Regions from separate parts of the Anser cygnoides genome. Here region 2 is linked to region 1. The links are chromatin contacts, called in public Hi-C maps. All regions are on one chromosome and are shown on one strand. The core of a region is the stretch at or near the end of the contact, and the rest is flanking DNA. Distances in the headings are between cores, read along the strand shown. Region 1 holds the start of IRS2 (insulin receptor substrate 2). Region 2 has its middle 140 kb from the start of COL4A2.

Region 1 (3,477 bases), core at 429-2,928:
GAAATCAATCCTGAATGCTAGTCTATCTCAATGCCTGTCATACAAATTGTTTGCTTAGTTCTGCAGCTAGTCATTACATCAAAACGTTTATTGAACGCGTTGTAATGACTTACATATATGTAAATACCATTTAGAGAAATGAATATTCATCTTCTTTAGCATGTCAGATGTAAGAATGCGTGCGTAAGGTCACCGCGTGTATTTCATAAACGTCTGGAAAAATCTTTCCAAATTTGCAAGGGGTTTCCAGACAAATGACTCCTGACAGTGTTTACGGGCCCAGATTGCTCGGAGCGGCAAGAAATGGTTCACCTAACTCCCCTGAAGCCTGCAGCTGACAGCCTGTCGGTAGCACAGCCACTACGCCTGCTTTTCCATACGAAACCTTCCGCGTTGAGGTCTGCTGTGCCATCACGACGCGTCATCTAAATTTACAATTCCCTACCTCTTCCATGCATTTTCCAGACACAGGAGCCGGCGCCCGTTGCCAGGACAGCAAACAGGGTCAGGACGGCTTGCTTTCGGCTGGGGCGCGGGGAGGCGGCGAGGACCTTGCCCAGGGTGACCCGGTGAATCAGCAGCGCACGGCGGGCGCCCTGGGGAGAGAGGTCAGGGCCTCACACCTCCACCGCCTGCCTTTCTCCCCCTGCTTCCCCTTCCCCAAGAAACAACCCAAACCCCGCCACCTCCCAGCCAAGACCCAGCGTCTCCCGGTGAGGCGGCGGGAGAGGCCCTCCTTCAGCAGCCGCTTCATGGCAGCCTCCCAGCATGACGAACCACCACGGTGGTCTTCCCCAGCCTCTCCCCCTCCTTCCCTCAGCTGCTCATTTCCAAAGGAGGCTGCGGGCGGCCCCGCATCGCTTTCTCTCCCCCTCCATCCCCTTTATTCTTTCTTTTTTTTTTATATTTGCGCGACCGCAGCCTCACTTTTCTCCCCCCTGGGGTGCGTACAAGAGGCAGGGGCACCCCCACCCGGGGAACGGGGGTGCTCGGCGTGAGCCCCGCGGCGTAAAAACGGATTTATCGCATTAAACAGTCCCCGCTCCAGGCGGCGTTTCCCCGCCGCACGCAGATAACGGCGGAGGAGGGAAGGAGAAACTGGGGGGGGGGTGGGGGGGCGTGAGGTGGGCGCCGCTCTGCGTGCGTGCGTGGGGAGGGCTGACGCACACACACGCGTGTGAGTGTGTGAGCGCGTGCGGAGCCAGGAGGAGGGGCGGTGGGCACACGCACACGCCCGGAAGCTCGGCTCCGGGGGCCCGCGGCGGGCGGGGCGCCGCCACCTGACGGCAGCCCCCCGGGACGGCGAAGGGGTGCGGAGGGGCGGCCGGCGAGCCCACGGGCACCGTGCCCCTCGCCCCGCCGCCGCCGCCGGCTCCTCCGCCGCGCTCCCCGCGTCCCGCCAACGGTCGCAACGGTCCCTGAGGCGGGCACGCTCCGGGGGCGGGGCGCGGCCGGGTCCCGCCGCCGCGGGCGGCGCCTGAGGGGAGCCGGGGGCCGTGGGCGGGAAGGGGCCCGCCGCCGGGGGCGGGGGGAGGCGAGGCGCCGGGCGGCCAATGGCAGCGCGCCGCCTCTCCGCTTAGCGCCCGCCCCGCCGCGCGATTGGCCGCGGCGGCCGCCGCTCGCGCGGCGCGGCGGCCAATGCGGGGCGGCGGCGGCGGCGGCGGGGTCCCGCCCCGTCTCGGTGTGTGAGCGCCTCGGTAACTCGGCGGTCACGTGTTGTTTTGCTCTTTAGTTGGGGCACTCGGTGCGCGATGCGTTACTCACTGCCACGCTCCCGCCGGCGCAGGCAGCAGCGGCAGCGCGAGCAGCACCGGCAGCAGCCCGGCGCGGTGGGAAGCGCTCGCAGCGGCAGCGGCAGCAGCAGGAGCAGGAGGAGCGCCGCCGCCGGCAGCCCAGCCGGGGAAGCCGGGGCAGCACCAGCCGCCGCTGCCGCCTCCTAGCGCGGTGTCCCCGCTGCGGGCGCCCATCCCGGCCCGGCGCGGGCAGCGAGCCGCCTCGGGGCCGGGGATGGCGAGCCCCGCCGTGCTGGGTCCGCCGGGCTCCCCGCCCGGCCCCAACCTGAACAACAACAACAACAACAACCAGGGCGTGAGGAAGTGCGGCTACCTGCGCAAGCAGAAGCACGGCCACAAGCGCTTCTTCGTGCTGCGGGGCCCGGGCGGCGGGGAGGAGGCGGGGGGCGCCCGGCTGGAGTACTACGAGAGCGAGAAGAAATGGAGGAACAAGTCCGGGGCGCCCAAGCGGGTGATCGCCCTGGACTCGTGCCTCAACATCAACAAGCGCGCCGACGCCAAGCACAAGTACCTCATCGCCCTCTACACCAAGGACGAGTACTTCGCCGTGGCGGCCGAGAACGAGCAGGAGCAGGAGGGCTGGTACCGGGCGCTCACCGACCTGCTCAACGAGGGCAAGGCGGCCGGGCAGGGCTCGCCGCGCCGCCACCTCCCGTCGCCCTTCGCCGCCTCCTGCAGCGCCGCCGCCGCCTCCTCCCTGGCGGCCGCCGGCGAGGAGCTCAACTACGGGCTGGTCACGCCGGCCGCCGCCGCCTACCGGGAGGTCTGGCAGGTGACGCTGAAGCCCAAGGGCTTGGGGCAGAGCAAGAACCTCACCGGCGTGCACCGGCTGTGCCTCTCGGCCCGCACCATCGGCTTCGTGCGCCTCAACTGCGAGCTGCCGTCGGTCACGCTGCAGCTGATGAACATCCGCCGCTGCGGCCACTCGGACAGCTTCTTCTTCATCGAGGTGGGGCGCTCGGCCGCCACCGGGCCCGGCGAGCTGTGGATGCAGGCGGACGACTCGGTGGTGGCGCAGAACATCCACGAGACCATCCTGGAGGCCATGAAGGCGCTCAAGGAGCTGTCCGAGTTCCGGCCCCGCAGCAAGAGCCAGTCCTCGTCCTCCTCCTCCTCCGGCGGGGCGGGCGGCGGCGGCGGGGCCGGCGGCTCCTCGGCCACCCACCCCATCACGGTGCCCGGCCGCCGGCACCACCACCTGGTCAACCTGCCCCCCAGCCAGACGGGGCTGCTGCGCCGCTCCCGCACCGACAGCCTGGCCGCCGGCCCCAAGTGCGCGCCGTGCCGGGTGCGGACGGCCAGCGAGGGCGACGGCTGCCGGGTGGGCTCCGCCGCCGGCAGCCCCATGAGCCCCGGCCCCGTGCGGACCCCGCTCAGCCGCTCGCACACGCTGAGCGGCGGCGGCGGAGCCCGGCCGGCGGGGAAGCTGCTGCCGGTGCTGGCCGGGGGCGGGCTGCAGGGCAGCCGCTCCATGTCCATGCCCGCCTCGCACTCGCCCCCCTCCGCCACCAGCCCCGTCAGCCTGTCCTCCAGCAGCGGGCTGGGCTCCGAGCCGCCGCACCCGCACCACCCGCAGCGCCCGTCCAGCGGCAGCGCCTCCGTCTCCGGCTCGCCCAGCGACGCGGGCTTCATGTCCTTCGACGAGTACGGCTCCAGCCCCGGCGGCGACCCGCGGCCCTTCTCC
Region 2 (3,477 bases), core at 607-3,106, 140 kb before region 1:
GGGGAGAAAGCCCTCGTAAAATAGTTTAAAGAGTGTTGATCAAACCTTTTTATTATTCTTAGTGCACAGCTTTTATACTGGTATAATTCACTGTATTCTTGCTCTAGAATATACCTCTCAGGCTTTCACCAACGTGGTTATTTCTCACCACCAGTTCCTGGAAGAAGTTCAAAATGGAGAGTGCTAGCACATGCCCAGTGCTATCTTTCGCCAAAGCTTTTGTTATCCTTGTGGGCATTGTGGCTGGCAGTGGAAGGTGCTCCCCTCTTCCTATCTCTTGTAAATAATTATAGCAACTTTTTTTTTTTTCCAGCCTAATTTTGGAACTGAACCTGCCTGTGAGATATGATCAAAGTAGCAACCAAATCACAGGGACTTGAAACGCAATCCCATGTCAAGATTTTTTTCTGTGTACCACTTTCAAAAATGTTTCTGGGAATTCCCCCACTCTGTGCAATGCTCAGGCACTGATTCCAGGCAAGTCTAAGTATTGTTTTATACTCACGTGGAGATTTACCTCCTATTACCATAGCATGGAAAATGTGCCGCAGCAGCGTCTGCATGACTTTGGGACCCAGGACACTGGCAGGTAAGAAGGTTCGTACCCGATGGAAGTGAATGCTGGCACCTGGTAGCCCAACAGAGTCATCTAGGGATGATAGCACTGCTTCCTCTCTTTGCCAGAGAGACTACAGCTTTTTCACAGATTTTCTGGCCACCTTTGATCAGCAATTGGGAACTGTCAATTGTATCTGATCAAAAGCTGTTTGTAATACCATCCGGGCTTTTTAGTATTGTCCCTGAACTAAGAAAAGGAGTTAGCCCAAGGCAGTGAAAGATACACCCTATCTTATTCTCAGCCCTGCCTTTGCTAATACAAAACACATAGAAAAGAAAAGAAGTGCTGGCATTCCAATGAAAAGAAACTGCAGCCCTCTTCCTCTCTTCAAAGACAAATCTCACTTCAGGGAAAGGTGGTGAACTCTCTCAAATGGGAGGGAAGGAAACCCGAAATAAAAATTTGAGAAAATTCTCTCTAGCTGATGTATTCACGTTGTAACAAGAGTTACTCAGAATAAGAAAGGCAATTATAGCATTTCAGGTATTGCCTACAGTTATGAGCTAAAAATGGGGATTTCTTAACAGGACAGATACAGAATTTATGAAGCTCAAATTGAAGAAAAATACAGGAATCAAATTGGCTGAGTAGTCTCTGTGTAACCACAAGCTTATACATTTGAAATAAAAGTCGTATGCTGATTCCAAAGATTACTGTGATTGCCGGTGGTGCAAACCAGAAGCACTGCATTTCCTACAGGAAGACACCGTGACCTGAGGGTCACAGATCTGAGTAACTGTAGAGAGAATAATTGAGATTCTGCTCAGATGAGGTGCTTCAAAGCATCTGTAGGATTCCAGTTACAGCCACTCACCTTTTCAGAAAAATGGCCTAAAAAAAATGGAGTAGGTCCTATTAGTCAGAGCCCGAGAATCTGAAAACAGCATTTGTGAAGAGGATCTGGAAGCTTTGGCCAAGTGCTTGATTCACTGATACAAAAAATCTGAGCTCTTCTAAGTAGCTTTAGTACCAACACTTTTTTTTTTTTGTCCTGATTTGTTGTAAACAATCTAGCCAACACATGTAAAATAATAACTACTAGCAAGTAGATTTTTGTTCAGAAACACACAGTAGAGTGGAATTTCTTTAACTTCTCTTCTTCCAAGCAAATTGCAGGGGATCACAGAGCGAGGGAGAGAGATTTTGTAGTTGTTTGTTTGCTTTTGCAAGGCACAGAACATGACCCCTCAGGAATGTGTAGGAGAGGAAATGAAAAGCAGACGTGGGAAGCTGAAAAAGCAGCACTTCTCCTCTATCATTAAGTGTATAATAAGGCAGATTACATCAGTTGTTGGCCTAGTCTCCCTGGTGAACAGGTGTCATAGATACAGTACTGCCTAATCAAATATTAACTCATCATGTGGCAGCAAGTGCTAAGAGAAGGCACATGTAAGATCATCTACCTCCTTTTGCATGCCGCCAACTCTTCCGGGGGACACTAGGGTTCCGTAAAGGACATTCCCGTCGTGTTTATGGAGCAAATCTAATTTTATACGGTTGCATAGACTTGTGACAACAAATTTTGTTTTCTACTTCCTATAAGAAACTGCACTGGATACTAACATATGAAGAGCCACAAACACAGACAACTGGTTTGTTTATGTACACAGTTCTAAAATAAACCCATAGGAGTTTAGAAGTAACTATCTTCAACCATCACTTAGAATAAACTGATATACAAGATTTTTGATTCGTTGTTTAAAATAGCAAATAAATACCAGTGCTCCCATTTTACAAGCAAGAAAAAAAAAAAAAGAAAGAAAAAAAAAAAAGGGAAATGAAATAACATGCAGTAAGTAAGAAAAAAGGTCAGTCTTTTAACTTCTGGGCCAGGTCTGTTCCTGCTGGATCATGCTCTGCCCCAAACTGTCTGGCACTGCTGGATAGTGACCAAAAAAGAAAGAAAAAAAATGTTTATTTTTTTATGTTCCATTGCATATGTTAGACTTTTTACTTTATACAACCTTACACAGAATCCAAAGAATTGCAGTAGTTGCAGCTGGATCACATATATCAGTATCGTACATAGGATGCCAAGTAACTTGAGAGAGTCCCTTTCTGTCTTCTCAGTCACTTTCCTGGAAGACAGGAAAATCACTGAAGTATGGTATTCAAAGTAAAGTCTCCAAAGCAAAGTAATGATAGATGAAATGAAGCATGTATACTAAAGACAGCATATTACTTGCTCTTTCTTTGGGCTCCAGGAAATGCCTGTATTGAAGGAGAAGCAATGAGTAGAAGAGGATGCTTTGGATGAGCAAGTATCCTGGTGTATGGACTGTTACAAGTGGCCTCTTTGATCCATCCTAGCTCTTCTTTTTCTGAGATGAGAAGTGCAGAACTTGCCCACACATTTTCAAGGAAGGGGCTAAAAAATCTTCCTGTTTAATAGAGAAGGGACTTAGCGCATTGGGTGTAAATTGACCATAAAAAATTAATCCTGGAGAATCCTTTATAACTATCAAAGGAGCTAGATTTGGAGCTGTTTTTTGTTTTGTTTTGGTTCAGTTTCAGTAAAAATGTAGGTGCAAAAGTATGCTAAGGCCTGGCAAATTTGCACGGCTACCTGATGGGATTGCCTGGGCTGGTAGGACTGAAAAACTAAGGCACTGTACAAGCTGTGTTAGCACTTACTGAAAAGAAATGCACATCTGCTGGCCATATCCTGTTGTCAGATAGTGTCTTTCCATGTTCTAGTGGGATTCTTCTTATGGATAATACATACATATATATATATATATAATCAACAATTGTTTTATGTAGATTTTACATCCGAGAGCTATTACCCTATCGTCTGTACTACTTGTCCAAAACATTATTAAAATTCAGATGACGGAAGAATCTGATGTATGAGTTCC

The links. Hi-C and Micro-C count contacts between places; a contact is called where the count stands out from the background.
Region 2: a Hi-C map of liver shows a contact between it and region 1, with 2.5 times the contacts expected there. The contact joins the enhancer-like site here to the promoter of IRS2 in region 1. A contact is called at or near these places in 3 of 7 Hi-C or Micro-C datasets (granulosa cells and liver).

What each region holds. Positions count from the first base shown.
Region 1 is chr1:149,233,363-149,236,839 of Taihu_goose_T2T_genome, reverse strand. IRS2 (insulin receptor substrate 2) reads left to right here and starts at 1,678. Exons shown (of 3, transcript XR_010827027.1): 1 at 1,678-3,477. LOC106044456 (a long non-coding RNA gene) reads right to left here and starts at 1,349. Exons shown (of 3, transcript XR_010827033.1): 1 at 446-1,349.
Region 2 is chr1:149,372,725-149,376,201 of Taihu_goose_T2T_genome, reverse strand. No RefSeq gene overlaps it. Among named protein-coding and RNA genes, the nearest start is that of COL4A2, 140 kb to the left of the region's middle. Within about 2 kb of position 1,856, at least 1 of the 3 cell types and tissues checked has open chromatin away from gene starts, as enhancers often do.